Linked DNA regions of Rattus norvegicus: region 2 is linked to region 1. The links are chromatin contacts, called in public Hi-C maps. All regions are on one chromosome and are shown on one strand. The core of a region is the stretch at or near the end of the contact, and the rest is flanking DNA. Distances in the headings are between cores, read along the strand shown. Region 1 overlaps Opa3 (outer mitochondrial membrane lipid metabolism regulator OPA3). Region 2 holds the start of Rtn2 (reticulon 2).

The links. A called contact is a pair of places that touch in the nucleus more often than the background predicts.
Region 2: a contact with region 1 is called in a Hi-C map of mammary epithelial cells, with 3 times the contacts expected there. The contact joins the promoter of Rtn2 here to the enhancer-like site in region 1. A contact is called at or near these places in 10 of 12 Hi-C or Micro-C datasets (the A7r5 cell line, the Rat2 cell line, Schwann cells and 6 more).

What each region holds. Positions count from the first base shown.
Region 1 is chr1:88,015,752-88,021,093 of GRCr8, forward strand. All of the region lies in intron 1 of Opa3 (outer mitochondrial membrane lipid metabolism regulator OPA3), which reads left to right. Among named protein-coding and RNA genes, the nearest start is that of Opa3, 9.0 kb to the left of the region's middle. Within about 2 kb of position 3,155, at least 9 of the 93 cell types and tissues checked have an H3K27ac peak or open chromatin away from gene starts, as enhancers often do.
Region 2 is chr1:88,061,564-88,066,229 of GRCr8, forward strand. It overlaps Rtn2 (reticulon 2), which reads left to right and starts at 1,729. Exons shown (of 10, transcript NM_201562.3): 1 at 1,729-1,762. The coding sequence starts at 1,729. It also overlaps a transcript of Ppm1n not described here.

The DNA.
Region 1 (5,342 bases), core at 1,905-4,404:
GTTCAGCGGGAAGTGGGTGCTGTAGGCACACCCACTGTGTGATATTCAGAACATGTTGCCCTCTCTGAGCATCTATTCTGTATTTCAAAACCAAGCAAACATTTGGCCATTGTTCTGCATGTCTGTAATGCCAGCTCTGGGAGTCTGAGGACAGGAAGAAGTATGTTCAAGGTTCACTTTGGTTACTAGCCAGTTGGAGGTCAGCCTGGGCTACATGAGATTCTGTCAAAACAACAAAAGGAGGTAGTCATAAAACTTACCCCTGAGATTCCTATGTGGATGTGGAAGACTATGGATATGGTTGTTCTCCGTGGCTGGGAGGGCACAGAGTCTGTTGTTATGTGAGAAGAGGGCTTGGTACACTGATAAAGGCTGTCTGCCCTTGTGTCCCTGCTTTGTGATTTCCTCTGGGTGTGTCCTGGTAACACCATTGCCTTTCTGCAGAGTAGAGTACTCGTGACCGATGACCAGTGCCCTCAGCATGCTCTGAGGCCAGTCAGTAGTATGGCTCACATACAGCTCAGCCTAAGACACCTGGGCAAGTTATTTAACCTCTCTGGACCCTGGTTTTATAGTCTGTTTTTGAGTGCCCTGACACTTTTATAAGTTAGTATGACAAAGAAAAAAATTTTTTTAAAAACATTTATTTATTTATTATGTATACATCACACAGCTTTCTGCCTGCATGTATGCCTGCAGGCCAGAAGAGGGCACCAGACCTGATTGTAGATGGTTGTGAGCCACCAAGTGGTTGCTGGGAATTAAACTCAGGACCTCTGGAAGAGCAGACAGTGCTCTTAACCTCTGAGCCATCTCTCCAGCCTCTTTTTTTTTTTTTTTTTTTAATAAAATTAAGGGTTGAACTCAGGGCCTCAAGCATGCTAGGCAGGGGCTCTACCACTGAGCCACGCCCCCAGCCCCTCACTGGGGGATTCTAGGCAGGGCTCTACCACTGAGCCACACTGTAGCCCTGGCCTAACCCCTAAGTGCTGTTGTGAATGTTAGTTGAAATACATAAAAGTGTGGTGCCATGTTTCTTTCTGTTGTTCCTATCATGGTAATGCTGGCTCCTGTGCTGTTAACACCTGCTCTAGCTCATGCTTAGGACTTGCAAACTGTGTGGGTTGTGAGCCCTGCTCAAGTTGGCTCTCACAGGCAAGTCTGGGCCTCCTCTCTCCAGTTCTAGCCTGTGAACAATGGCTGTTTGATCAGAAGCTACAGTTAGAGCCAAGCATGGTAGCACAGGCCTGTAATCCAGCAAATGGGAGGCTGATGCATGAGAACACCTGCATCACACTGAGCTCCAGTGGGCAGGTGGCGCACACCTGTAACTTCTGCACTGGGGAGGTAGAGGCTAGAGATCTGGAGTTCGGTCATTAGTCCTCGGTTCTGGACTGAGTTATAGGTCAGCCTAGGACTCATTAGGCTCTTTCTTAAACAAAGCACTTTAGCAATGGAGGCACATAACTAGGGCTAAAAGAAGCTCACTTTGGGAAAATAGCTGGGAATAAAGACAAATGAGAAAGTCAAACTCACAAGCATCTGCAAAAGCATCCACTGCCCCAGCCTGCCTGTAAATGCTCCACGCCGAGCCACACCTTCTTATAAACTGAGTGTTTGAGTTCTTCAGAAAGAGAGGCCAGGTCTCCTACAGCAAGGGAAGGGCTAGACCAGGCCACTGATGGTTTGGGACCTTTCCAGCCTCTAAAGGCCTGGGGGACGGGAGGCATGCTGCAGGGAAGCTGGGTAAGAGGCTACCTGCAAGCCGCCCTGAGGACCACAGCCTCAGCTCCCAGTGCAGTGGGGCAGGTTAATCATTACTGTTGTCTTTAATATTATTTTGTACTGGACATAGAACCTAAAAGCCCATGTATACTAGACACCTGCTCTAGCACTGGCTGTCCCCTCAGCCTCTACATGGACATGTTGTCCCCTGAGCTTGTGGCCACTGGCTAGTCCTTCTGTGGGTTTACAGCCTAAATTATATTCTGCTAAAAAGGAATGTGTCTGCCATGCCTCTTGGCTTAGAGAAGCTCATGTGATACTGTGGGACTACAACAGAAAAATGTATTCTCTGTAGACAAGGGGGCACCACACTGGGCAGGAGCCTGAAGAGAGTCTGGCAAGTTGAGATCTGGAAACGCTGCAAATTACAATATTGCCAGATGTGAACTTAAAATCGCCAGGTTTAAAGATGAGCCTGGGGCTCAGTGGGTAGAGTCATAGCCCAGCAGTGCATAAAGGGTGTGGTTACACGCCACCTTACCCAGCACTCTTGAGGTGGAGGCAGGAGGATCAGAAGCTCATGGGCATCCTTGGCTATATTTTGAGTTTGGAATCAGCCTGAGCTACATGAGACTGTCCCCCAAAAAAACAAAAACAAAAAATCAAAACCAAAAATACCTAAGTGTATATGTTAAAAATAAAAAGGTAAAAAAGAGGAATAATAAACACAAGTAAAATTGAAAATTACCAGGAAACTGGAAAGATAGAACCACTAAAACATCTAGAAATGACAGCCCCAACAGGTCACACCTCAGTTGGAGAACTAGGCCTAGCCAGGCATGGTGGCACTTGCCAACAATCCCAAAGGAGATCTCAAGTCCTAGGCAAGCCTGGGCTATACAGTGAGATCCTATCTAGAAACTAAAGAAAGAAACCCAGGTGCAGTATCAGACCTGTCCCAGCACCTAAATGGCTGGGGCAGGAGGCTTAGTTGTCTCAGGGCAGCTGGGCCCCTGAAAACCATCTCAAAAAACAAATATGAAAAAAAGAGAAGAAAGGCTAGTGCTGGTGTAGCCCAGTAGTTCTGTGCTTGATTAGCATGCACAAGGCCCTGAGTCCATTCTGGCAATACACACTCACATAGAAAGGGCCATGGTGTGTGCTGTGCACGTTTTTAATCCCAAAACAGGCAGAGGCAGGTAGGTCTCTGTCAACTGGAAGCCAACCTAACCCAGGCCAGCCTGGGCTCCATGGTGAGAGCCTGCTCAAGGAAGGAAGTTAGGAGTTAGGTCGGGAGGAGCTGGAAATGCCAGATCAAGTACAGCTGCTTGCGTAAACGGTTGGCTGAACAGCAGGTAGGTGACCAGTAGGCACAATGTGGCTGTGTGGGTATTTGCCTGAGATGCTCAGGAGTGCCACCGACATGGCCTGGCCCAGCTGACCTGGGGAAGCACTGGCATTTTTATTTTTAATGCTCTCCAGAGAAGGTCAGGTCCCCAAGATCTATTTATAGTTTTGAGAGTGTCACATCAGCTCCCGTGTGTGGCAGCCAGACTGTTGCTGTTGACCTCCAAACACTCAAGATGCTCCTCTCCTACTAAGGAAACACTTTCCTTTGTGTGTGTGCGCCTGTGTGTGCATGCACGCGCACATGCATCATTCATTGTGACCAGTTACATATCTTGCTAAGATAATGTATGTAAGTATTTTTTAAAAATGAGGACTGGCAAGCGCAAGGCCCTGGGTTCAGTCCCCAGCTCCAAAAAAAAAAAAAAAAAATGAGGACTAGCATTAATTCATTCATATTCTCTCTCTCTCTCTCTCTCTCTCTCTCTCTCTCTCTCTCTCTCTCTCTCTCTCTCTCTCTCTGTTTTTAGAAGCAAGGTCTCACTGTGTAGTCCTGTCTATCCTGGAACTCTGTAGACCAGGCTGGCCTCACATTCGCAGAGAAACACCTGTCTGGCTCCTGAGTGCTGAGATTAAAGGCCTGGGCCCTATGCCTGGTCTTCCTTAATTGTACTTTAGAGTTCTTTATCCATGCTACCCACCCCAGTGCTGTTGTTTACATAAAACAATGTCATGGTGACTCACATCTCTAATTCCAACCCTCAGAAGATAGGAGGATTGCTGATAATTCAAGGCCAACCTGGGCCAAAGAGTGAAATCCTGCCTCAAACAGAGTGGTACTCACTGTGAGTCCTCAGAGCAGGTCTGGGCTGACATTGGGATGCTCCTCCACCCCACCCCCATTCCCAACCCCCCCAACTACAACTCTTGCCACTTGACAGAGTGCTGTACTCCTGTAATCCCAGCTACTCAAGAGGCTGGTGCTGGGTGGTTGTGAGTTTAGGGCCAAGCATGGCCACTGGGCCTGTCTGAAAATGAAGTTTTTAACCAACTGTGGCTAGGCTTGGTGGCACACACCTGACATTTGAGAAGTGGAAGCAGGAGGACCAAGGCTTTAAGGTCATTCTCAGCTACTTAACAAGTCTGAGGTCAGCCTGGGCTATGTGAGATTGTCTCAGAACAACATAGGGGGCATATAGCTAAGTGCCTAGCCTGCTTCTGTCTCCATAGCACAAAAACAAGCAACCTCTTCAGGTCCTTCCACTGTGATTGAAGGCGGGTGATTTATAGTGCTGTATCACACTCTCCTGACCCAGGCTGCCTGCAGTACTCTGAGTGGACAGGAGAGGGCGCCTGAGTCAGTTCTTCAGCTCTGTCCAGCATCTGAGCTTGCTCTAACTGCTGACAGGCACAGAAAGCCAACTGAGTAGCTGCCTGATAGTGGGTGTTTCCAAGAGAGTTTGTACTCCTCTCAAACCAGCCACCAAACCTGGAGTCGGACCTCCTGCTGGCTAGACAGGAAAGCACCTCTAAATGGTTTGGTGATGCTGCCTTCTTCTTGCTGACATTTTTTTTTTTTTTTTAATTCAGGCAGTTCTCATGACCTCAGTAAGGCTGCTAGGGCTCTGAGCACCAGGCTTCTTATTTCTTTTCTTTAACTGAAGCACATGCCTGGTACCTGAGGAGTTCAGAAGATATAGTGTTGGATCTCCTGGAACTGAAGTTATAGGCAGCTGTCAGCTGCTGTGTGGTTGCTGGGAACTGAACTCAGGTCTTCGAGATGAGCAGTCACCGACTGCTCTTAACCACTGGCCATCTCTAAAGCCTCACACCCAGCATGCATTTTATCCTTCAGGAGGGGCTTGCGGACATAGTTTAGTAATAGTGTGCATTGAGGCCCTATGCTCTTTGCTAGGGAGTGGGAGTGAAAGCAACTGGCCAGATATGGAGACACAGCCTGTAAATCCCGCACTTGAAAGGTGGGGTAGTAGGGTCAGGAGCTCAAGGTCACACTCAGTGACCAGCAAGCTCCAGGCCAGCCTAGGCTATGTGAAAACTTGTTCAGAGGTGGGGTTTGGGGTGGGGAGGGTAGAGAGGTTGTGAAGATGGAAAATGTTCTTTCAAAGCCTGTGGTAGACTGTTGTGTCCTGGTCGTGTGCTGCCCTGATGTGGGAAAGAGAGGCCTGTATCTTTGTTTTGAGACAAGGTCTTTGTGATGGTTTGTATATGCTTGGCCCAGAGAATGGCACTATTTGGAGGTGTGGCCTTAT
Region 2 (4,666 bases), core at 479-2,978, 44 kb after region 1:
TCTTTGACTAAAGGAAGCCTTTTTTGTTTTCTTTTTTCGTTTGAGACAGATCTTCATGTAGCCCAGGCTGGACTCAAACACATTATTGTAGCTGAGGCTGGCCTTGAACTCCTTGATCTTCCTGTTTCTGACTTCTGGATGCTTGCTGGTCAAAGGTAGCCTCCAAGCCAGACGTGGTAAAGGCCTGTAATCCCAGCACTTGGGAAGTGGAGGGAAGAGGATTAGGAGTTCAAAGCCATTTTAGGCTGCATAAGGCCTGTCTGAAAATTCAAAACAACAACAACCCTAACTATAGTAACAATAGCTTGAACCCCAAAGCTGTCCTATCTCCTGCTCATGGTCATTTCACTGACCTCCCCTGCCTCTCACCTGTCCTTCCTAGTCTCTCCAGACTATGTCTGTAGCTCAAACTCCATCTATTTCATTATTCTATGCTGTTGCCTCAACCCCAGCCATATCTAAGCTCCTCTCTGAGCCTCAGAAGTTTTTCGTGCTTTGGGTTGAGCAAGAAGAAGACTCAATGAAGTAAAGGCCTGGTGACCTGAGTAGAAAGAGGGAACCCCGGGACCTGGTGCTGCCCAGAAAAGGTGTTGATGATGTGGCAGAGTCAGGATAGAATAGGAGTTTTGTTTAACTTGTTTATAGCATATCCCTCTGGGGCCTAGGACAGTACTAGTCTTACCATACATGCTCAGTGGACGACAGTTGAAAGGATGAATGAACTTCCCAAGGCTCCAACTCTGAAGACTGTGAGAATAAGCCTTCTGGGTATGTACGTGTGACTGGAAGAGAGTGACCTGCAAACACATTTCACGAGATAACTACACACACAAAAATAAATAATTGTAAAAATAAGTGTTAGGAGGGGTTGGGGATTTAGCTCAGTGGTAGAGTGCTTGCCTAGCAAGCGCAAGGCCCTGGGTTCGGTCCCCAGCTCCGAAAAAAAAAAAAAAAAGAAAAGAAAAAAAAAAAAGAAAAGAAGATAAGTGTTAGGACTGGAGAGATGGTCCTGAGTTCAATTCCCAGCAACCATATGATGGCTCATAACCATCTGGCGCCCTCTTTTGGCACGCAGGCATATATGCAGACAGAATGCTGTACATAATAAATCTTTAAAGAAGGGTTGGGGATTTAGCTCAGCGGTAGAGCGCTTGCCTAGCAGGCGCAAGGCCCTGGGTTCGGTCCCCAGCTCCGAAAAAAAGATCCAAAAAAAAAAAAAGAAAAGAAGTTTTGAGTATTTTTCCCTACCTCTTTTCCACGCCATCTCCAAGTCTAGCCTCAGACTCTACCCCAGAACATCATATTCTACCCTCTCTCAGTACCATCCCTAAAACACCGTTACATTCCGAGTATGCGTATTCTGGGCACTCCAGCTCCTCACTCCGCTCAAGCCCCGCCCCACTTTTAAGGCTGCGCTATCGGAAACCCAGACCCCGCCCATTAAAACGGAGGCCCCTCCCTCCATGCCCTTAAGCCCCGCCTTCAATTCTAGGCCCCACCCCGGGACCCAGCGCTGCAGTGCCTGCTCCTCCGCGGCCCCGCCCTCTCGCGCCGTGCGGAGCAGAGGGCGGCGGCGGTGGCGGCGGTGGTGGCGGCGGCGGCTGCTGGGGCAGCCCCGGAGGATGGCGGCGGCGTCGTGGACGCGGTGGAGATGAGTGCCCGTGGCCCCAGGCCCAGGGCGGCACGGCCGGAGTGGGCGGGGGTCCCGATGCAGGCCCGAGGGGGGCCATGGGGCAGGTCCTGCCGGTCTTCGCCCACTGCAGTGAGTATAGAGAGGCTCCGGCCTGGTGTGGGGCACAGAAAACCGGGTGGGATCCTCCTAGGGTCTCCATCTTCTGTGCGCGGGCTCGAGGGAAAGCCGGGCTGCAGGGAAGGAGACAAAGGAATCCTTCCCCTCCCCTCCCCCCCGCGCTTTGGAGGCAACTGGGGCATCCTGACCCGGAAGACCCAGTGCAATGGGGTGGAGGTGTGGGGGGGGTCATAGAGATCGCCGGGGGGGGCCGTGGGGCGCTGGATTGGGTTGCCCCGCCCGATGTGAGAAGGAGCAAGAGTGTGGGGAGCTGTCCCCGGCCCTGGTGCTGGCCGCAGCTGAGGGGTTGAGTCAGGATGGAATAGAAGGATCCGACTCCCCTCAGCATCCATTTTTGCATCTCACCCTCATGATCTGCCCAAAAAACACTCATAATATCACTCTGGGTGTCCGATCCCCTATCCTCAGAAAACAGCCATCCCTGGGTTGGTGCCAAGTCTACTGAGTCTTTAGCGGGCTTTTCCACTCAGTAGTAACCCTGCTGAAGATCACACTCCTCTTCAGGCCTCTGGTTGCCCAGGTGAGGAAATGAGACGGGGTATGGGGTCGGGTTTCTATTTTCGAAGGCTGTCGAGGCTCTCCTGTGTGCAGAGCCCCTAAGTTAGTTCGAGAGTCTGGCTTCCCGGTCCCAAGCCCCTTGTGTCATCCTGCTCCACTCTGAGCCATTGGCTCTGGCAGTCGGTGTTTACCCGTGCGTCCGACACAGGGTGGTTCTGACAGCTGGGGATGCCGACGCCAGCAGATCTAGCCACTTGCACGTCTTGGGTATCCAGATGCCCAAGTTCTGAGAATGTGCGATTTGGACATTTTTAGTTTCATTCCCCTCCTCCCAGCGTCCAAAGATCTCATCTTCAGCCGAAATCACAAGGGGGAGACGGTGCAGTCCTGTCCCCAGCCAGCCCCACCTCTCTCGTCCTCATCTATAATCTGCCACCCCCCTCCACTCACACCTTCATACCCCTCTCTTTTCCTGTTCTTATCACAGCGCCTACCCCAGGAGCTTTGACTGACCTTCCCCTCTGTCTGGAAGGGGGGCATCTGAGGTCTGATGCCATCAGAAAAGCCTTGGAAACTACTCCCAAGGCATCTGAGGTCTGATGCCATCAGAAAAGCCTTGGAAACTACTACTCTGTGTCAAGCAGAGCTCCATCTCCCTGACTCTGTTGGACTCGATGTTTTACGGACTCTTCCACAGAGTATAACTTTATGAAGTCAGGATTTTGTCTAGTTTGTCCACAACATAGCCCTCTGGAACCTAGAACAGTGCCTGCCACATAATGTGTGCTCAGTGCATGCATGACTGAATGAATGCATGACTGAATGCACAGAAACCTCCCAAGGCTCCTACCTTGAACACTGACATAAAGCTTCTAGTAGTCCAGATTGGGCTTGGATTGTATGTACTGTGTATGTAGCAATATGAAGTTAGCCTTGAGATTCAGATCCTCCTGCCTCCACCTCTCCCATATTGGGTTTACAAGCGTGCACCAACACACCCTGTTTATTTCATGCTGGCCATCCAACCTGGGGCTTTGTGTTTTGTGAGATGCACATCCTTGGACCTGGTTCAGAACTTCTAAGACCCCTCTGTTTCTATGTTCCTCTCATCCTCCCCTTCCTCTTCTGTTCCTCTAATTAATTAATTTTATTTATTTTTAAGAGTAATTCATTTTATGCATATAAGAACTCTGTCATCATGTATACCTGCATGCCAGAAGTGGGCATCAGATCTCAGTATAGATAGTTGTAAGCCACTATGTGGGTGCTGGGAATTGAACTCAGGACCTCTACAAGAGTAACAAGTGCTCTTAGCCATTGATCCATCTTTCCATTTTTATTTTATCTTTCTTTTTAGAATTATTTATTTACTTCATTTATATGAGTACACTGTCACTGTCTTCAGACACACCAGAAGAGGGCATCAGACCCCATTACAGATGGTTGTGAGCCACCATGTGGTTGCTGGGAATTCAACTTATGACTTCTGGAAGAGCAGTCACTGCTCTTAACCGCTGAGCCAGCTCTCCAGCACCCCATTTTTATTTTATATGTGTATGATGTTTTTCCTTCATGTATGTCTGTGCATCACATGCAGTGCCCACTGCGGCCAGAAGAGGGCGTCTGATCCCTGACAGTGGTCCTCAACCTTCCTAAAGCCGTGATCCTTTAATATAGTTCTGCATGTTGTCGTGACCCCCCAACTGTAAAACTATTTTCATTGCTACTTTGTAATTTAACTTTTCTACTGTTATGAATTATAAATATCTGATCTTAGGCGACCCCTGTGAAAGGGTCGTTAGACCTCCTCCAAAGAGGTCAAGACCCAAAGGTTGAGAACTGCTGCCTTAAAACTAGATGGTGTGAGCCACCCTGTGGGTGCTAGGAAACAAAGCTGGGTCCTCTGCAAGAGCAACAGGTGCTTTTAATAAAAACCATTTCTCCAGCTTCTCTCTTCTTTTCCTTTTTTTCCTTCCTCCCTCTCCTCCTTCCCGTCCTCCCCTTTCTCCTTTCAGCTGTGTTTGTATGGACTGACTGCCTCCAGAGCTTCCTGCAGGCTTGTAGGTGCTCACCTCCCGAGCATCCCAGCCATCTTTTTGCTTTTTTTAATTTTGAGACAAGCTTGCTAACTTGCCCTAGAAAGCCTTGAACTTGTGGTCCTCCTATTTCAATGTCCAGTAGTTGGGAGTACATGTCTGTGTCATCAAACCTGCAGCTCTGAGCTTCTGGCATCGATGTCCTTACCGTTTTACACTCTATACAGAAAGTGAAGTGCCCTATCATTCAATAGGATTTCTTAAAATTTCAACTATCCAGGCCTCCAGCAGTGGTGCATTGCCATGATTAAAACAATTTTTT